7 separate regions of the Mus musculus genome follow, and regions 1, 3, 4, 5, 6 and 7 are each linked to region 2. Evidence: chromatin contacts called from public HiCAR-type and promoter capture Hi-C data. All regions are on one chromosome and are shown on one strand. Each heading gives the region's core, a stretch centred on a gene start, on an enhancer-like site or on the middle of the called end of the contact. The rest is flanking DNA. Distances are from core to core; before and after follow the strand shown.

What was found. Promoter capture Hi-C pulls out the DNA fragments that hold promoters and counts their contacts. HiCAR-type assays count read pairs that join an accessible place to other places.
Region 1: a contact with region 2 is called in a promoter capture Hi-C map of embryonic stem cells, with 3 times the contacts expected there. The contact joins the promoter of Tph2 here to the promoter of Ptprr in region 2. A contact is called at or near these places in 10 of 39 promoter capture datasets (the 3T3-L1 cell line, cranial neural crest, embryonic stem cells and 4 more) and 1 of 115 datasets of contacts at active chromatin or transcription factors (microglia).
Region 3: a HiCAR-type map of astrocytes shows a contact between it and region 2, with 2.3 times the contacts expected there. The contact joins the promoter of Zfc3h1 here to the promoter of Ptprr in region 2. A contact is called at or near these places in 6 of 39 promoter capture datasets (the 3T3-L1 cell line, cranial neural crest, frontonasal cranial neural crest and 2 more) and 6 of 115 datasets of contacts at active chromatin or transcription factors (astrocytes, craniofacial prominence, embryonic forebrain and 3 more).
Region 4: a contact with region 2 is called in a promoter capture Hi-C map of second pharyngeal arch cranial neural crest. The contact joins the promoter of Tmem19 here to the promoter of Ptprr in region 2. A contact is called at or near these places in 5 of 39 promoter capture datasets (the 3T3-L1 cell line, cranial neural crest, hippocampal neurons and 2 more).
Region 5: a contact with region 2 is called in a promoter capture Hi-C map of liver, with 2.4 times the contacts expected there. The contact joins the promoter of 4930579P08Rik here to the promoter of Ptprr in region 2. A contact is called at or near these places in 3 of 39 promoter capture datasets (the 3T3-L1 cell line, hippocampal neurons and liver).
Region 6: a contact with region 2 is called in a HiCAR-type map of astrocytes, with 4 times the contacts expected there. The contact joins the promoter of Rab21 here to the promoter of Ptprr in region 2. A contact is called at or near these places in 10 of 39 promoter capture datasets (the 3T3-L1 cell line, 3T3-L1-derived adipocytes, the SN4741 cell line and 6 more), 2 of 484 Hi-C or Micro-C datasets (the N1E-115 cell line and embryonic stem cells) and 7 of 115 datasets of contacts at active chromatin or transcription factors (astrocytes, differentiating embryonic stem cells, embryonic forebrain and 4 more).
Region 7: a contact with region 2 is called in a HiCAR-type map of astrocytes, with 2.6 times the contacts expected there. The contact joins the enhancer-like site here to the promoter of Ptprr in region 2. A contact is called at or near these places in 10 of 39 promoter capture datasets (the 3T3-L1 cell line, 3T3-L1-derived adipocytes, cranial neural crest and 6 more) and 2 of 115 datasets of contacts at active chromatin or transcription factors (astrocytes and forebrain).

Annotation. Positions count from the first base shown.
Region 1 is chr10:115,183,644-115,186,518 of GRCm38.p6, reverse strand. It overlaps Tph2 (tryptophan hydroxylase 2), which reads left to right and starts at 1,497. Exons shown (of 11, transcript NM_173391.3): 1 at 1,497-1,734. The coding sequence starts at 1,630.
Region 2 is chr10:116,017,032-116,019,739 of GRCm38.p6, reverse strand. It overlaps Ptprr (protein tyrosine phosphatase, receptor type, R), which reads right to left and starts at 1,377. Exons shown (of 14, transcript NM_011217.2): 1 at 928-1,377. The coding sequence starts at 985.
Region 3 is chr10:115,383,705-115,386,407 of GRCm38.p6, reverse strand. It overlaps Zfc3h1 (zinc finger, C3H1-type containing), which reads right to left and starts at 1,449. Exons shown (of 35, transcript NM_001033261.2): 1 at 601-1,449. The coding sequence starts at 1,210. It overlaps Thap2 (THAP domain containing, apoptosis associated protein 2), which reads left to right and starts at 1,973. Exons shown (of 3, transcript NM_025780.4): 1 at 1,973-2,203. The coding sequence starts at 2,133.
Region 4 is chr10:115,360,849-115,363,659 of GRCm38.p6, reverse strand. It overlaps Tmem19 (transmembrane protein 19), which reads left to right and starts at 1,393. Exons shown (of 7, transcript NM_133683.4): 1 at 1,393-1,608; 2 at 1,701-1,851. The coding sequence starts at 1,722.
Region 5 is chr10:116,727,832-116,730,637 of GRCm38.p6, reverse strand. It overlaps 4930579P08Rik (RIKEN cDNA 4930579P08 gene), which reads right to left and starts at 1,385. Exons shown (of 3, transcript NR_131036.1): 1 at 1,186-1,385. 1700030O20Rik (RIKEN cDNA 1700030O20 gene) reads left to right here and starts at 1,461. Exons shown (of 3, transcript NR_045345.1): 1 at 1,461-1,561.
Region 6 is chr10:115,314,290-115,316,989 of GRCm38.p6, reverse strand. Rab21 (RAB21, member RAS oncogene family) reads left to right here and starts at 1,399. Exons shown (of 7, transcript NM_024454.1): 1 at 1,399-1,796. The coding sequence starts at 1,644.
Region 7 is chr10:115,332,494-115,335,193 of GRCm38.p6, reverse strand. No RefSeq gene overlaps it. Among named protein-coding and RNA genes, the nearest start is that of Rab21, 18 kb to the right of the region's middle. Within about 2 kb of position 1,368, at least 119 of the 459 cell types and tissues checked have an H3K27ac peak or open chromatin away from gene starts, as enhancers often do. A contact at or near this core is called in astrocytes, where this site is marked.

The DNA of each region.
Region 1 (2,875 bases), core at 248-2,747, 830 kb after region 2:
CACTTCTTTGCATCCTCAGGATTCAGTTCCCAATGCTTAATATAAACTCAGAGCTCAACAAAAAGTTTTTGAGTTATACATCTGTTCTTATGTATAGCTCTATAGTCTGTGATCCGTTGAGTCCACTTTTCTTCACACCCTTCTCCTTATTTGGAGTACTTGGGGAGATTGTACAGTGTAATGGTAGAGAAAGCCAAAATTGCCTGAATTAAAATCCTACTTTGAACATTCTTTATTTGTGTGAGCACGTGAACCTTTGTTAATTTACCTACAGCTTTTGTGCCTTAGTATACATACACACATATATACACACACATGCATACACACACACACACACACACACACACACACACACACACACACACACAATCAGTAACTCTTTGTGAGTGTTGTTATGATGACTGTTCTGACATACAAACATGCATAGAAAGTGTCCAGAATTAGCATTGTCAACCATCATTTTTCATAATTACTTCGGTTCATTTATTAACACTTGCTTTTCCTATTAGCTGCTCAGTGCTGGTTTTCAGAGGACAAGTAAGCTGGATGATTATTTCCAGAGTTGGATCAAACAAAAATCCTAAACCCTCAAGTCTCCAGAAACAATTAAAATCCAACCAATGTTAACATATACAGTCTTGCTTTGAAGAACCTTCATTCTGCTTTCTACATAATCAAACTGTATAGGTCCCAGATTTTGGTTAGTTCTTCAGTTAAACATGTGCTCTTGCTTAAGAATTTTCCATTCTTCAAAGGATTGTCAAGCTTTCCTGTGGCTTTCTAAAGTTGGAAAAGTACAAATATAATCTTGTCTATGCCTGTCAAATTGCTGGGTCTGATCAGGTCATAGATGGAGAGCAATAAAATTGTATCAGAAGAGTATCAAAGGAATGATGGGCCTATGGGCATTTCATTTCCATATATTTCTTACTTAATGAAGAACATTCTAGAAGGTTAGCATCTGAGCTAAGTTCAAGCCTCGAATTTCAAAAGCCTGAATATCCTTCTACATGGAAACACCATGGGTTTTGGAAGCAGACTTCTTATGAAAGCCGTCACACACACACACACACACACACACACACACACACACACACACACACAGGTAAAATTTGCATAATGTAACGTCATGCCAGCAGAAAAGCCTTTCTTAAGTTATTTTTTTACTTTTATAAAATACAAAGCACTTAAATTCATAGTTACTTAAAGACGGAGGGTAACCTTCCAATAGCAGACTTGAGATTCAAAATTAGACGACGGCTGTTTTGTTGCAAGAAAAAAAAATAATAACCCTGATGTATTGTTCCCCTCCATCTCTTCCCAAAGAGCTACTCGACCTACGAAACAAACAAATCTCATCAGGAGCACAGATAACCCCAAGCTTCAGACGTGTAATCTGACTGTGGCCATCAGCAACCAGAAATGAGTTTTTTCTAATCAGCTTTCCATCAGTCCTCAGTCACTCATATAAAGGAACACGGGGAGGGGAGGAAGCGCACTGCTCTTCAGCACCAGGGTTCTGGACAGCGCCCCGAGCAGGCAGCTGCCACTGCAGTTCCTCCTTCATCTCTGCCAAGGCCGCCCCTCTGGTCCCCCCTGCTGCTGAGAAAGAAAATTACATCGGGAGCCATGCAGCCCGCAATGATGATGTTTTCCAGTAAATACTGGGCCAGGAGAGGGTTGTCCTTGGATTCTGCTGTGCCAGAAGATCATCAGCTACTTGGCAGCTTAACAGTGAGTATCGAGTATCTGGCAGTCTCCGGTGTTCTCTAGGGCATCAATGGTCTTAACCTCACCATATGGACACCTGCTGTAGAGTAAGCATGAAGTTCAACTCCCTTTTCCTCAGTCGTCTTGTCTTACTGCCTCCTTTCTGTCTGCCTCAGCTCTCCACAAAGTACAAGCAGCTGGGCGAGTTGCTGGGAGATAAACTCTCCTCAAATAGAAAGTGAAGTTCCCTATCGTGAAGAATGAAAGATTATGTGAACCAATGTGCTAAATTCACTCCTCCTTCAAAGTATAGAACTTGAAAGGCTGATAAGGAAGATTTGGGAGAAAGAATTAAATACATCTCTCTGGTTTCTACAAGGCAATATTGTCTCCTATGCCCTACAGAGCTAATATGTGTATTCTTGAGATTAAGTGCAGGTTTTGGAATAAAAGAGGAACCAGGGCCCTTCAAAGGTTTCCCTGCATGCCACATTACTCTCCCTTTAAAGCTTAATTGATGGAAGAGTTAAGGAAGCATTCTGTTTGCTTCAATATTTACAAGATGTGTGTGTGTGTGTGTGTGTGTGTGTGTGTGTGTGTTTAAAATACTAACATTAAAGAATGGTATTTGAAGAGTTACAGTTCTTGCAAAGGTTTAGGTCTTAATTTGACCAACAGTTATGAGCTTTAATAAACACAGTGGTTTGATTTGCTAACATGCAATAAAATACACATCCAAGGTTCTGTCATTAAAATTTTAAGGGATGCTTCACCGTTGTCCTTCCTGTTTATCAACCAATTGCAAATTCAGCTCGTCAGAGAAAAATTGGGTTAATGCCATAGCTCCAAGTATGTCCATTCTATTTATTACCCACAAACGCTGAAAAACAGTCACAGCAACTTTCTTAGCACTATTTAAGTCGATTTGCGAAAATGAGGCCAAAATGTAAAATAGCTTTTCTAATACTCAAGTATCATGAATATTTGTATGAGGTGTTACATTGAGGAATTCCGAAGCTGTAATAAACGGCAAGAAGAAAACCACGAAGCCCTTCAGTTATGGTTAATGTATGACACTTTCCCATAAAAATGCACCTTAGACATATGAGACACAGGCATTACCTGGAGAGGGGGGAGCAGATGTTGGGAATAGGAAGACATTTGA
Region 2 (2,708 bases), core at 128-2,627:
TCAAAGAAAAGGTCTGTGCTTGCTACAGGATCACTGCATGGACAACTGCGGTCTCGGCAGGGTTCCTGAAATCTCTCTGCCATGTTTTATTTTGGTTCCCGTGTGTGAAAATCACCTAGGGTGCAGTCCAGTGAGCCTGTCCACAGGGTTAGAGGAGCCAGGTGACACCGAATATAAAATTCCTAGGCACTTTATCAGCTGTGCATCCCTAGAACTACACAGTGATTCTTGTGTCCAATCTATTTTTATGTGTTTACACTCTCGCTGCCTCCCATCCAATCTATCCTGGGGACACAGTGATAAAAAACCCCCAGGCTTGTCAGCGTGGTTGGGTTTTTCTTTACTGACTGCGGATACTGACCGTGGTGCTGAAATAGAGAGGAGCCTCCGGTTTGAAACCTTTCCTTCCTCTTATTGGTTCAGAAAACCCGAATGACAAGAGCAGGGGCCAAAGCAGCCTAGAGCAGCATGATGAATAAACCGAGCATTTGGCTCTTAGGGGCGGAGATGCAGACCGTCAGGTTACAGACAGGGCATCCCCGTGAGCGCTCGCTACACTGGGAGATCTTATGGATGTAGCCGCTGCAGTAGGAAGGGCTTCATCCAGCAGGGTGTCTCATCTCTTTTTCCCTGTAAAATGTGCAACCAAGCGCAAAGCCTAGAAGCACAAGCAGGAAAGCTCAATGGAGGGGGGACCAAATCTATATTCACATTAAAAACTGTTCACTCTTCGCCATGCAAGATAAAGAAGGGAGAGCTGAATTTAGCCTAAGTTTTCAGCCCTAGCCTTCCAACAGGTGCACTCTCTCACCCCTCAGACATTATCCCAAATCTTTCTCTGCCAGGCAAGCTTTCCCTGGAGTCCTCTAGCGTGTGCTGTTTCCCATCTTCTCCTTAGCTTCAGCTCTGAACCCCGCAAGCCCTTACCTGCAGCATGAAGATTAAGAAGCAGGCACAGCGCAGGGAAGCCGACCGCTCTCCTCATAGTGTGTGCATTGAGGGTCAGAGGAGAAACTCCGCCGCAACCCCACTCTAGGCTAAGTGCTATTTGAGAGAACCACTGCCAAGAGTCCTTTGATCCCGGGCATCCGATGACAGGGTCCTCCGCTGGGGTACACAGAGCAGTCTGTGGCGTGCCTACAGAACCGAGCACCTGCTTCCTCTCCGCAAGGGATGGGGAGATACGAGAGTAGGATGCTGCGGGAGATGGGGACTCGAGGCTGATGGGGGCAAGACGCTCAGAAGAGGTGAGAGTTTGGCCTTCTGGAAGCCCGCAGCCGGTGGTGACAGTGGGGTGGACTCTAGTGCCAGCCTCCGAGCCAGGCAGCGCCTCTGCTGCCTGTGCAGCTAGCAGCAGCCGAGACACACCGAGGCACTGAGCATGCCCAGCTCCGGCCCTGGCTAGGGAGTTTCAAATCGAAATTCCACCTCTCCGGGTCTTAGCTGAGACTGCGAGGGGAACAAGCTCCACGAGGAGGAGGAGGGGGAGGAGGGGCTGGAGGCTAGCTTTAGGGACCTCCTAAATCTGAGGTCCTAGAGTTCCTCCTAAATCTGGGCGGGGGGAGGAGTTGAGTGGGGAGGGAAGAGGCGGGGCCAGGACCACAGAAACCCAAGGAGGGAAGTGGAGGGGGCCACTCATCTGGTTCCTTCCTCACATTTTTGAATCACGCGTGGACTCAGCTCACTGTGGCAACTAAATGCTTGCAGGCTGACCAGTTTCCCAGTATGTCCCCACCCTAGTGAAGCATAGGCAAGCAGCGAGTTCTGGCCTGGTTGGGCAAATGTTCCCACTTACAGCCTGCTGTGTTTAAGCAAACGGGATATTCCGAGAGCGCCCCCTTCTTGCCAATGAGCTCACCCCAGGCTTCTTTCTTCCAATCTTTGTACTTCCACTAAATTCAAGCCTCAAGTCTTTGACTGGAGTGCTTGAAAACAGGGAGGTCATACTTACAGGGTAGGGAAGTACACCCGTGTAATACGAAGGAAAGGAACGGTCTTTGGTGTTTTATGGAAATAATTACCTAAGATTTTATCATTAATTTAAAAAATAATGTATTGGGGTATTTTGCTTGCATGCCTGTCTGTCCACCACGCCTGTGTGTCATTGCCCTCAGAGGTCAAATGAGGTTGTTAAAAGGCTAGGATTGGATTTATGGATGGTTGCGAACTGCCACGCGGTCGCAGGAATAAGACCCGGGTCTTCTGGGAAAGTAAGGAGAGCTTTTCACAGCTGAGCCACTCAAGCCTTATCAACTTAACTCGACTTCTCCGCTCCAATCCTGTACCTTTAACGAGGCTCGCACAGTGTGCAAATATATGCACTTTTAGTTCCTTTACCTAAGTTGGTAGGATGAAGATCCTTACCATTCTAGTGACTAATTACTCTAAGGCCAAATGTCCCTCAGCCAAGCTCCCTTCAAGACTGTTCATCTTCTGCTTCTATTCGCAGGTTTCCCTTCTGCCTCTTCGGCAATGGACCTCACTCAGACCACTGCCCACCCAGTTGCTTACAAAGGTCTAAATTTGTTTTTTTCTTAAGAAGCTTTGGGCTAACCTGACATTATAATGTCCTTCCTCTTCCCCGCTTTTTGAACACCGCCACACACACACACACACACACACACACACACACACACATATATATATATATATATATATATATATATATATATATATTTTTTTTTTCCTCTCTCTCTCTCAAACGGTTC
Region 3 (2,703 bases), core at 200-2,699, 630 kb after region 2:
CTACTTATGAATTTAAAAGAGCTGAATTGTAAAACTGGTAAAAATAAAGGATCTGCACACGCGCGTGCACACACACACACAAACACAGAAAACAAAGGGCAGCAACGGGGATGAATAACTACAAATTTAAGAAAAAAAAAATCACAAGAACAGTAAGAATTACAGAGGAAAACTTTACGAACTCTAAAGTCAGGACGTAATAAAAGTAACAGTATTCCTCCAGATGTTTGAGTACTTCTTTTCCTTAATAATCTAAGTCGATTTCCTGTTAAATACGAAATCCCAGGGCTTGCAAAAAAGAAACAAACAAACAAATAGACAAACAAAACTTGGGCTGTTGGTGTCCTGTTTAAAAACCCAGACTGTATTTCATTTCCCTAGCTGACCCGAATCCATGACACAGTCCTATCCAAAAGCAAAAGGCACCCATTCAGTCAAACAGCCTACGAAAATAGCGGTGGAGTGCGGCCCGTGACAACCGCCGACGAACGGGGGAGAGAAATGAGTGGTTCTGAAAAGTTAAAAAACTCCGGGACCTAGCCATGACGCCAAAGGGAGCTCCGGCGACACACCCAGGGCGGACCGCCACGTTAAGGATACAGCTCTTGCGGGGTGGAGAGGGTTCTCGCCAGCTCTGGCTGCTGCCGAATCCGGATCCCGCTCCTCCTGATCCTCCTCCTCCAGGAGGTCTGCACCCCGGCTTGCCTCCTCGCTCCCCCACTCCTCGCCCCCGACTCCAGCGACTCCCACCCCGGTAAGGCCTGCTGCCTCGAAAGCGGAAACGGTCCAGGGCGATGTGGCTCCGCTCCCAGAAGGACGGCCGGGGGCTGCTTTCCGACAGGGACCCCGACGGCATCCGCCCTGGGGGCGGGTGAGTCCGGAACGGTTCTTTGGGTCGGTAGCTGCTGGGTCCCCTGAGCTGGCCCCGCTCGGCCGGGTGCCGTGAGCGTGAGAAATTCCTCAGCTGCTGCTGGGAGGACGACGAGGAGGACGAGGAGCCGCCGCCGCCTCCCCCGGATCCACCGCCCCGGGCCGGGGGAGGAGGCCGCCGCCGCGGGTACGGTAACAGCCCGCCGCCGCTGCTGCTGCTGCTGCTGCTCCGGCTCCGGCTGTTGTCGTCGTCGCTGATCTCCCCGTCTTCGAGCTCCCCTTCTTCCTTCGGCGAGAGGCCGCTAGAGGCCGGGGTCGAAGGATCGGCGGCGGCCGCCATCCGGAGTGCAGCGCTGGCCACACGACCTGAAGCCCTCCGGCCGGGGACCGCCCGACCGCCGCCTGCCTTCCCCTTCCTCCTCCGCCCTCTGTCCTAACGGACCCGGCGGGCGCGGCCTTTCCCGTGCTCGGACGCCCGGCAGGTTCTGCTCCCCAACTTCCCCGCACCCCAGATCGCTCTCTCTCGCTCGTCGGACCGTCGCTCGCCAGTTCCCTCTCCTAGCGCCCCCTTGCTGCTCTTCCGCCTCGCGAGAAAGCCTCTGTAGAAGGAGGCCGGGTCCCGAGCGTCATTTCCTGCGGCACGCCGGAAGGCGACCCTCCGAGTCTTGCGAGACAGGAAGCGCCCACCCCCATGTCCGCCGCGGTGCTGGCTGGGATTTGTAGTCTCCTCTTGCTCCAGGCTTCGCCCTTGTGTCCCTGCAGTCTTAACTGTCCCCTAGCATCCCGTCCGAGGTGGCAGGCGGGGAAGGAAGGGGTTAGTGTCTGGGTTGCGGACATGCTCTTTCAGCCGCAGACCTGAGTTTCAGAGTCATTAGTCGGTGGGGAAGACATCTGCCATCTTCTCATTCATTGCTAGGGGGCCCCCGTCTGAGACGCTGGACCTAGTCTCTTTGGGACCCCGGGAGGTAGGGGAGGGCGGGGAGCGGGTGTGGCCGCCATGTTGGTGAAGGCGACTGTCTGCGCCCGGAGCTCCGGCACGTTGGCTCTGCAGGCCTAAGCCCGCCATATTAATAAAGAGACAGGAGAGTGGGCCCTCCCTCCCACCCCGGTACTGTGCACGCCCCTCTGCCCTCCCCGCGCTCTGCACCGAGCTGGCGGCGCGGGGTCGCCTGCCTCGTTTGTCTAGCGTTTGACAGAAGCTTGCTTAGCGGGCAGCGCCTCCGAAGTGGCGTAAGGTGGCGCCGAATGAGGGGCCCGGGGAAATGCCGACCAATTGCGCCGCGGCGGGCTGTGCTGCTACCTACAACAAGCACATTAACATCAGCTTCCACAGGTAAACCTGGGAGGGGAGCGGGGTGACGGAAACGGGAGCCTAGGCAGTCTTGAGTCTCGGTCGTGTCAGAAGAACAAGGTCCTCTGACTTTGGTCACTTGCCCAGCTGCGAAGAGCAAGGGGAGCCTCGCTCTTGTCCTTTGTGTGTGGGTCCGCACATCTGGAAACATTTGCTCCTTTTCCGAGGAAAGTTTACCAAATTTGAAAAAAAAAAAAGAAAGAAAGGAAGAAAAGAAAAAGAAACCCGAGTTACTATGCCTTGCATTAAAAAGTGATGAGTATACCTTTATTTTCTACTCTTTTATTTTTTATATCTTAGACCATGCCTTAAGAAGAATGACGCCATAAGGGTTCAAACCAACAAATCACTTTAGAAGCCTGCTGAGTTCGAGTTAAGATTAGGCAATTTTCACTACTGGAATTGACGTGGGAAACATTTCTAATAGTCACACATGGTAACTGAGTCAATCTAATTAAGCAATGTTTATCAAAGAGCAAATA
Region 4 (2,811 bases), core at 144-2,643, 660 kb after region 2:
TAGCAAGGGATTACATCCAAAGACCTAGATCTTTATGATCTGGCTAGATCGCAGACAGGCCACATCCCTTTAACCCCTCTGCCTGGAACACGGATACAACCTGAGTACAGTCCTTTAAGGTCAAATTCGTTTTTAGAAGGAAGGAGCCAGGTGTGAAAGTGATGTCTAATTGAGGGCCAGACAAAGTAACAAAGATCGAAAGATTTGACAGAATGAGTCAGAGACAGAATGCATCTTACAAGGACAGCACAGGAAAGAGAAGCTATTTTAAGAGCCCCAGTGCAGGGAGAGACAGCTAGTCAGAGGTGGGAGGCAGTGCCAGGAGTGCGGTGCAGTTGCAGTTGAGTTCGGGTTGTGGTTTTTGTTTGTTTCAAGTCTATGAAGTTCATTGCAGGTGAGCAGAGTCAACTAAAGCCAGAGAACAAGAAGGAGCCAGGTGATTAGAACAAAATGCCAGAGTTGTTTGAGGCTAGGCAGAACAATTCAATGGGAACTTGAGAGAAGCCAGATTGAATCAGGCAGCTTGGTGAGGAGTTTGAGCCAGAACAGCTAGGTTGAACCAGACAGCCAGAGTTCTAGAAAGAACTATAAAGGGTGAGCTTATTCAACAGTGAGCCCTACAAGAGGACAATACATCAGACGAATAAGTTACTTTTACAGATAGAGTGGATGGGGACAGACACTTCCACAATGTGTGTTAGAACAGTAATTATACAAAAGCTCAACCGTGGGAACTATATTTATGTTTACATACCGCAGTACCAGTTGAGTCTGGCCCAGGTTAAGAGCCAAGCCATTGTTTTAAGCTACTTTCTAAGTAATTTCGCTTCTAACGATAAACTCCTACGTCGTCCACACCCTATCGCCTGGTATGAATGCTTCATAAGTTACAACCCATTACTGGCTCTAAATTCACTCGCAGTTCATTATTCCATCAATGGCAGGTTTTAGTGACCCACACCACCCTTACTGGTGACATTTTTTTTTTCAAGTCTAGGCTGTCCACAAATCCCAAGACCTAATTTGTCCTAACGTCTATTTTGGAGGTGCTTTAGAAACAGCACTCCGACCCGCAAAGAGACACTAAGCAAACTCAAGCCGGGTTTCCGCCTCGACGAGTCACGTGAGCGGAGCAGGGCTGCTGCGCATGCGTACACGGAGGGAGTCGCGGAGAGACCAGAGCGACTCCCGGGGCAGCGGGGTGGGGACGTAAAGGCGCTCGCCCGCGCTGTTCCCAGCCTTGGTTCGCTTGCCCGGGCAGCGTACGGCAGAGGTGGAGCTGGGGCAGACTTGGAGCAGGGGCCCAGGGGGCGGAGCGCGCCGTGCGGGGGCGGAGCTCGGGGGGGGGGTCCGAGGGCGGGGAGGGGCGGGGCTCCGCGGTGCTGGCCGCTCATTGGCCACCGGTCGTTTGTGCTCCTTCCGGGTCCCTCTAGGTGGGAGCTGCCGGCCTCCCTGCTGGCCTGGCGGGTCCTCTGTGCATCCTCCCTGCACCTTCTTTTTCCAAGGGCGGCGTTAACCTCCCCGGGTCGAGCCGGAGCGCTGCGCCTGCAGCAGTGACTAGACGTTTTGGATTTACGATTCTATTTTGTCGTTCGGTTGGTGGAAGATGTTGGTATTTCTCTATGCCTCTAAAGGAGTATTGTTGCAAGAAACTTGAATGACTTGGTTCATCTGAAATGCTATCTATTCCCCCCCCTCAGGTGCTCGTAGCTCTATTTTCCATGACAGATAGTGACGACACTACGTGCAAAAGGTATATAAAGATGATTACCAATATAGTAATACTGAGCCTGATCATTTGCATTTCCCTAGCGTTCTGGATTATGTCAATGACTGCTAGCACCTATTATGGTAAGTAAAAGTGTTTTAAGTTTTGCTAGAAGTTAATGGGTGGAATTTTAAACTACGACTTCAAAATCCAAAAAATATGTAAATGGTTAAGAACAGTTATGTTCACTGCCGAAACCTGAATCTGGTTTGCTACGGTGATAAGATAAACAATGTCTAGAGAACTTTACAGCCTTCCATGATGTTTCTTGTGCTGATATTTAATGATACCTATCACAAAACGCATGTCTCAAATAATTACTTCTGTTTACCTTAGTTGGGGGGGGGGGAGACATAAAAGGTAGTTTTGTGAAACAATTTGGGGGATGCTTATCTTTTTAAGATTTGCCATGGTGTAGCGGTTTCATAATCCCGTGAGAATAACAAAGGAGGTACAGTCTTTTCATTTGCAAGTTGAAGAATTTGTCACTTCACACAAATAGATAGGTCTCGTGCAGACACTGTCCTCTTGCTCGTCCGGTTTGATCATCACCGTACCCTGCAGCCACTTGGTCTTTCCATTGGCTTCTTGGTACATCTTTGCTCTCATGAAGCCAAATCTTGCTGTCTTAGCTCCTACTACTGCTCCTGCTACTGAATTCTTCCTGATCCCTGTCTCAGCCTCCAGAGTATTGGGATTACAACCTCCAACCATCGTATATGACTTTACAGGACACTTCAACATAAGACAAGACTTTACGGACTTTTCTCCCTTAGTATATATTAATTGTACAAGCTGATGGATTTCATTTTGGCATTAATATATTCGGATTATATACCTTGGTCCTGTGATGGTTCTAAAGGATTATTTTGGATTTGGCTCTTAGAGTGGGGGGGGGGGTTAAATCCAGGGTTTTGCATATACTGTGCACCCATGCATGTGTTCAGAGGCTGCTCCATATCCAACTCTTGTTTGTTGCCTGTTTGGGTTGTTTTGTTTTAAGACAAGGCCCCAGCTTGTAGCCCTGGGTGATCTCAAATTCA
Region 5 (2,806 bases), core at 136-2,635, 710 kb before region 2:
TGAGCTTTTTCTGAACCCCAACTCAACAAGCACGACTTGACTAAGAAGTTGGGAAGATTTTTCTTGGTTTCGCTGGTCTTGAGCTCCACCACTGGGCAGAGGGGAACCTTTGCTGTGCCTTTCTTTCACTGTCCTGTGGGCACCTTTGAGTCAGGCCCACTTGAGAAGGCAGCTGTTCCAATCAGGGTGTGGATCTTTCCACAAACACTTGTCATCTCCCGATTGCTTGGAGACAGAGGCAGAATGAGATGAAACAGGGAGGGGGAAGGGCACGTGGACGGGAGACTGAAAAAGCTGTTAAATGGAGAGAGGACACTAAGGGAACGAATTTTCTTTAGCTGTGTTCACAGGAGTTTCTCACGTGATACATTCGTGTCTCCCCCCCACTCTCTCTGTAGCACTGGGCTAGTTATGTGCACTGTGGCACTTCACACCCGAAAAGCCTTTTGTGTAGGTATTGTAATCTCTGTCTTTCATAGATCCAGAAAGCCATCTGTTTATTAAATTCTAATTCACACACTCCTCCAGAGAAGTTCCCCCCTACCTTGCCCCCCCCTTCTCTCTCTCTCTCTCTCTCTCTCGAATGGAACCATGGAATCCAGGGACTTAGATGTGTGAGCCAAGCTCTCTACCACAGAGAGATATTCCTATTCTTTTCACCTTTTGATTTTACAGATTTTTGGGCTTATTTTGAGACAATGTTGCTAGGTCACCTAGGCTGACCCCGAAACTCACTCTGTAGCCCAGGCAGATCTGGCACTTTCAATCCCCCTGCCTCAGCCTTCCAAGTAGCTAAGATTACAAGTCCCCACATCTGATGGAGAGCTGGCTCAGCGGTTAAGATCACTGTCTGCTCTTCCAGAGGTTCTTAGTTCAATTCCCAGCAACCAAGTGGTGGCTCACAACCATCTGTAATGGGATCTGATGCCCTCTTCTGCTCTTCTGATATGCAGGTCTACATTCAGTTAAAGCACTCATTAAAAAAAAAATTAAAGGAAAAAAAAAACGTACAATCAAGACTATCAGGCCTGGCTTGGGGTGGGAGTGGGGTGGGGTGTCCCCCTTTCTAAGAATACATAGAATTATACTCTATTTGAGACCAAGCTGCGAGGCTTCTCCTTAGGATGCAAATTTTGGGAGAGGGATGGTCTAGTTTTGGCTCCAGAGCAGACAGGTTCATCCCACCTTCGGGCAGCTGGAGCTGCTGAGCAGAAAGACAGACAATCTGGTCTAAAGAGTCCTTCACAGTGTGTGTGGGAGCTCGCCATTACAAGCAAAGAGAAGGCAAAACAAGGAGCAGAAGGCACAACTGGGTCTGAGATATAGACAGCTGTTGGACCAGGCTGCAGACATCCTGTGTACACAGACCTGGACCTCTACAGCGCAGGCGCGGAGCCAACCGCCTCATCCCACCACCCCCCCCCCCCCCGCACCCCCCTATCCCCACCCCCCACCCCCGCCTCCTAGCTTGGTCTACCTAACTCTTCAAGTCCTGCTCTGGCAATTCCTTCCCGTTCCTCCTCCCTCTCCAGTTTCTGTCACAGAGCCAGCCTGAAAACAGGTATGAGGTGGTGGGTCAGGTTCCATGAAGGAGTTGTATTTATTAGGCCACCCGCAGGGTAAGGGACAGCCTGAAGAGGGAAGCCCAGCTAAAGCAGGTTCCCACAGGAGTAAGGCGCAGGCTCACCTTGAACAACACACTACCTTCAAGGCCAATTAGATGGGAGGGGGTCTCCTGTAGCACCAACCTCCCGTGGAAAAGGCTTCCCTTTCCCTATGGAGGCCACGGGTTCATTCTGAGGGCTCCACTAGTCAGTGTGAAAGACAGAAAGGATCTTTATGAACTACAAACAGAAACGTGCATCACCGGGCTTAAGTCAAAAAAAGAAAAAGAGAGAATCTAGACATTTCTTACAGAGAACACAATTACAACATCTCTTTCTGATGATGAAAGTATCGCTTTGTTCAGTTTGAAAATAACTAAAATAAATAAATATACAATACTCTTATAATTCTTATTCTGGGCAAACAACATCTTTGGGTAACTTCCTTTTCCCCTTAAACTGAAGGAAGCAGCAGTGTGATTGGCCGCTGAACCGTCTGCTAGTCTTACTACTTTGTGTCTAACATCTCTTCTTTCAAGCTGAAGTTGTTTCCTGATTTTTCTTCTCCCACCTACAGCAGCCACAGGTCGCTTTTCCCTCCCAACGGGTCCGGCTGGCTGTGTGTTCTCATCTGTTAGCTAGAAGGGGCGCGTTTGTCTTTCTAATACTCTCTCAGATCTTTTGGGGTGTGCGGAGTTTGTGCGCTTGGAGTTTTTGGCCCTTCTTGCCCTCAGCCTTCATTCCTAAGCTGCCGGCACTTTTCTGCAGCCTACAGTCCCCGTGTGAAGCTAGCCTTGAACTTATTCTCTTGGGTTGCCAGCCTATCATTTCCGCAAAGCTCACGGCAGGAGAATGCCCAGTACTTTCAGTATCTTTCACTGGAGGTGTAATCTGAACGAGCTGACTGAGAGCAGCCCTTGTTCAAGTGAGTGTTGGCATCCTCTTCTCCCCCGGCGCCCCACTCCCAAACCCCAGCAAGTCAGGCTTCACAAGGAGACGCAACAAGGACTGTGGAAAAATGGAGAGAGAAACTGAGCTGCAATCCCACAGTCCCAAACAGTTCATGAAGTGCGCGCTTGGAGAGAGAGAGCCACAAGGCCCCTGGGAGCCTTTGTTTTTCCGAAAGCAGGAAGGTGTCGGAATTCTAACTGAAAAGTCTAGCTGAGCTGGATGGGGGAGGGTAAACTGACTCACTGGAAGCC
Region 6 (2,700 bases), core at 150-2,649, 700 kb after region 2:
CATACGTAATTTTAGCCTTGTCCAATTTTCTAATTATAATTTTGTAAAAGGACCCGATAACATTCTGTACCAGGTTAAAGACTGTTTTTGAATTGATACCTTGCAAGTTACATCACAAATTCTTTTCCTATTTGCATTATTATTGTAAATATTATCATTATTATTATTACTGAAATGGTGTCTTGCTATGTAGCTCCAATTAGCTTAGAGCTCACAATTCAAAAGAGGCTGGCCTTGAACTTAAAGGTAATGTCTCTGATTTCTTGTCTGACTTCTTGTCACACGTCAATGTCGGATGCTCCTTTCTACTTCACGGCTCTCCTTTTTGCCGAAGATACTCCTAACAAAAGGCAGCTTTCTCCAGGAAGCTCTTCTAGGACGCTAACTCAGCTAGCTTCCCATGTATCTTTGTAAAACATTCTGAATTGCTTCTCCTTAAAAAGCATGCAGTGTGTAAATTGCGCATGCGTTGTTTCCTTGGTTAAAAATGTAAGCTCTCTGAGGACAGAGACATTGTATCTAATGCGACACAGAGAATGGCAAGCATTGGCTACATTCACGCCCTCGTTGAATGAACGAATGAGCTGCCTTTAAGTTGAAGTGTAAAATTAGTCTGATGAGATGAAAGTTTATTTTAAGTGACACCAAACTACAAAATTTCAGAAATACCAGGTTGCTTTCTTGGAAAGTGTATTTCATGAAATAAAATGGAAACACAGGAAGAAAAAATAAGCAATCGTCCAATAAACCAGACCCATCAAAGTGGACTCAGCATAGACAGAAATCCTGGGGAACCAGGAGTGATGACTGATGATGGGACCGCATTTATTCTTAGCCTGGGCTTTTAGGGCTGGAAACGGAGAGAAGTTAAGTCTTCTGCAATCCTTGCTCTTAAACCTACAACCGAATCGGAATTCCACCGAGTGTGGCAAGCAGCGATAAAGAAGGCGCACCATTGTTAGGAAATATCTCGGTGAGGAAGTGAGTAAGAGGGATGGAAGGATGTGGGAAGGTCTGGGTGGTCAGGGAAGCCTTTCCGGTTTAAGCTGAGACCTGGACGATGACTCGAGGACCTGGCCGTGTGGACGAACTGTAAAGTTCATGAGCCCGGATTTGTGCGCCCAGAGAAAGAGACTCAAGGGCACCTTGGCCGGACTTTGCGTGTGATGACCCCTGGTGTGATGGCTATCCGCTTTGGGACCATTCCTCGGGCCGGGCGATCATGTCCTGTATTCTATTCCATCAGAGTGGGGTCAGATCGCAAAGATCAGCTCCTTCCCACCGCAGGATTCCCGGGATGCTGAGCCGGTTCGTGCGGACGCGGAAACAGGCCCAGGCTCGCCCGCCGCCGACTCCGCCCACCGCGGTCACGTGACGAGGGGTGTGACGTAGGAGGAAGGAGACGCCATTAGAGGGAGGAGAGGCAGCTCTCCCCTAGCCTCGGGTCCCTGACGTGGTGGCCGGGGCCCTTCATTCTGGGACTTTCTCTCGGCCCTCGCAGGCCTCGCCCGCGGAAGGACGCGGCGAGCACCGGGCTCGGCGGGGCGTGAAAGAGCCGGGCCCGGGAGGAGCGGGCGCCCCGGCGGCGGCGGTGCGGGGTTCGGCGCGGCGCTGGGCTCGGGCGGCGGGGTAGCGGCGGCGGGATGGCTGCGGCCGGCGGCGGGGCGGCGGCGGCGGCGGGCCGAGCCTACTCCTTCAAGGTGGTGCTGCTCGGGGAAGGCTGCGTGGGGAAGACGTCGCTGGTGCTGCGCTACTGCGAGAACAAGTTCAACGACAAGCACATCACCACCCTGCAGGTGCAGACCCCGGGGAGCCGGGCTGGGGACCCGCGCCCGCTCCTCTGCCTCTGGCCTGTCAAACCCCCTTCCCTGCCTTCCCATTGCCTTTTGCAATCGCTTTGGGGACCCGCGGGCCTCAGCACACGGTAGATGTCAAGACCCACAGTGGGGAGGGAGAGGACCCGGAAAAGTCCCCAGTTGCCGGTGGAGGCTGCGCAGGTCGGGGAGTCCCCCGGTCTGCGTGCTGGTTTTCCCCTCTGATGGGCTTCGGCTGGGGACACCAGGTGTTTTCACTCTGTGGTCTCCGAGACCATCAGCCCTTCTTCTTTCTTCGCCAAGTAGGAACTCGGATACGGATTAGAATTTGCGAACGAGGTGGTTTGTAACTTCCAGAGCGTACTGATGACTAAGTGTTTATGCAAGTTCCATTTTGTCCTGCTTTCAAAGTAAATGGAGTGGTAAAACACCCGTCGTTGGAGGGTTTTTTTGTTTTTGTTTTAAACGACTGTTTGCTGCTTGTCGGTTACCCCGTTTCTTTGCAGCCTTCTTGTGTCCGGACGTGTGGCTTCCTTATTCTTTGGGGTTTGATCTTATCCGCGTTGAAACATCGTGTTGCGTAGTGGCCAGCAATCGGTCTTCAAACTAAAAAAAAAAAATCTAGGCACTGCTGCTACACGTTTTCTTTACTGTCAGGCCATAAAACGCTGGCTTTCTTCTACAGTTCCATTGGAAGTGTGGAAGTGTTACAATGTAATTGAAAGTGAAACCAGGCCATTGAAGGATCTGCGATCTCCCTGGTCTCCTTAAAAAAAAAAATCAGTTTGCATGTGTTCGAAGGAATTTATCTATTAACATGTCTTGATCAGACTGTCCAGAGGCTAAAAAAGCTAGTGATCTTGAGTTTGGGCGTCTGGATCCATAT
Region 7 (2,700 bases), core at 119-2,618, 680 kb after region 2:
TTATGGATCTGTAAGATACTCATTTTGTGTTGTTCTAAACCACTTGAGTTTGTGTTGCTTTGTTATAGCAGCAGCTGAGAGCTAGCTAATCCACCAAGGCACATTTGAGAAGCCGCACGATCCTAGACTACAGTTTTAAACCCTATGCCTGCCACTCCAGCTTTCTGGCCCTGTTTACTTAGCTTCTCTGTGGCTGGGACTGTTCATCCATATAAACTAGGGCTATGAATAGCACCTATCTCTTAAAGGAGGAAGCACGTTAATAGTGTCTTCTTTAATGTAAGCCACCGGTAAGTTAGTATTTGTTAGCATTTAGCAACTAAGTCTATGAAACCTCGAAATGCTCCTGCTCTTTTTATATTGATTATTCTTGCTCTGGGAAAGGAAGATGGCCTGGCCTCTTCGGTCTTTGGTTGCCCCCTCCCTCTAGCCATAGATGAGGAAACACATCTGCAAGGGAGTATGATCTTGGGAGAAACATGGACCATGGACAGACCCTCATTTCATAATAAGAACAAAGAGATTCAGATGAGCCAAGGCAGTGCAGTTTCACAACCTTGCAAAGTCAGGCATCGTTCTAGAATGGAGGTGCACTGATGGAGGACAGGTTATACACACTAACCCAAGCCCCTTGGTCCCTTTCCTCCTTGGCTTAGTAATCAGGGGAGTGCCATTCACTCTACACAGCATGCGGGGCTTCTCTTTTCTGCTGTCGTTTACACTTGTCATTTTTTGCCTGAGCTCCACGTCTTGTTTCATGAGCCACAAGTCCAGTTAGTGGTGAGCATAAATATCTGTGCATGGGTATGGGACAAAGGAACACTGGAATCCTGTCGATGGCCACATCCTCATCAAAGAAGGACTCGTCCTTCCCCAGACACTGAGCAGTCCTGATGGCACCCTTGGCACTGTTGGCTGGTTCTGAGTTAACTCTCCAGCCCCTGCCTGCAGAAGCATTACTCTGTTAATATCAGCAGACAGCAATTGGACTCAGCACTCCAAGTCCAGCCTGGGCTCAGATGTGCAGAGACTAAAAGAAGGGTGTAAGGATGACGAGAGAAACAGAGATGCTACAGGTCGCAGAGGCATGGCAAGCCTGGGCTTGGGGATGGTGAACTACCTTTGTTCTCCTTCCTTGAGGAGTCTGCCAGCTGGAGAGGAGATGTAATGTCACCTTGGAGTGATGTGCACAGATTTCTCAGCTCAGCCACTCTCTAAAGAGAGCATGAGTTAAAGACCCCACTCCTGCCTCTGCTGTTGGCATCAGCTCCAGGATCCCAGTTACAAGAATTCCAGAATCTCTGTGGAATCCCAGCCGGGTCTGAATAAGGACTTCAGTTCGGTTGCTTTGGTTTGGTTTCGGGCTTTGGTATGTGCGTGGGCTGGCTGGGCACAAAATCGTGATACATTGTCCCAGTTCCCAAGCTGGCCTGGAGCTCTTGATCTTCCTGCCAATACTTCCCAAGTAGCTAAGACTGTCAGGACTTACCACCATGCCACGCCATGTCTATGTCTCGTTTTGCTTTGTGTGTGTGTGTGTGTGTGTGTGTGTGTGTGTGTGGTCAGACTGGTTTTTTTTTTTTTCTTTTGCATAGCAAATCCTGGCGGTTTTCCACGTATCAGGCCACTGGGACCTTAGGTAGATTAGCCTCTGTGCTGTATGTTTATCTGAGGCATAAAGTGTACGTTTTCGCTTTGCTGTTGTGTCGGAGGCTCAAATTTCCCTCCATGTGTCTGTTTCTATCTTCCCTACCACTTTGCCATCTTCCTAAAGTAGGAATTAAAGCACAAAATCTAAGGCTTGCAGGTCCTTTTAGCCATAGTCTTCTGTTGTTAGGCAGAGGCCCGGTGATCTGGTTGCAAGCTATGAGAGAGGTGTCCTGTGAGTCTATAATTAGGTCTCGGGCTTAGAGTGAAACACGGTTGGGTATTTCCACACCGAAATGGCTAGAGGGTAGCTGAGCCTGGGTAATTCCCTTTCTTCTGGTCAGGTAAAATTTGGTAAAACACTAAGTGCTTAAGCATTAGGAAAAGAATTTCTTTTGAGGAAAACAAAAGTTTCAGAGCCTGTTCTCAAAAGTCCCATAGAGGGGCTTTTCTCTGTCCTCACAGAGAATGTGTGATATGGGTGCTGAAGGTGAATTTTGAGGAAATGTAGGTGTTTTCTTAATCATGGGCCCTCTCAAGAGGGTAATTCTACACTGAGGCTCAGAATGGGTCAGTTACAGTGACTTCTGCCCAGAGTTTCTCCCTGAAAACTATAATTCTATCACGTCTCTTTCCAATTTTCCGGGCAGTAATTTGTTCCATGACATCAGCTTTTGGACAGATCTAAAAAAAAGAGTCTTCAGTTTAAACTTTTGCTTTGTGTGGTTTGGGTTGGGATGGGTTTGTCTGTTTGAGACAGGATCTCATGTAATTCGGTCTGATCTCAGACTACTTATGTAGCATGGGGGTGACCCTGAACTCTGATCCAGTTCCCAAATTCTGGGATTACAGGCATGTGCCACATGCGCAGATAAATTTTCAGTGTGTCTGGCTTTATCCTCGTTCCAAGGATGGAAGTGATGACTTCTAAGTCACATGTCAGACAGGGAGTCATCAGGGTGGTTTTAATGCTGATGTTACCATTTATGAACTTTGTGGTAGTGTGAGCCTCAGGGTTGGTGTGAGTCAGACTCTTAGTCTAGCGTAGGAACC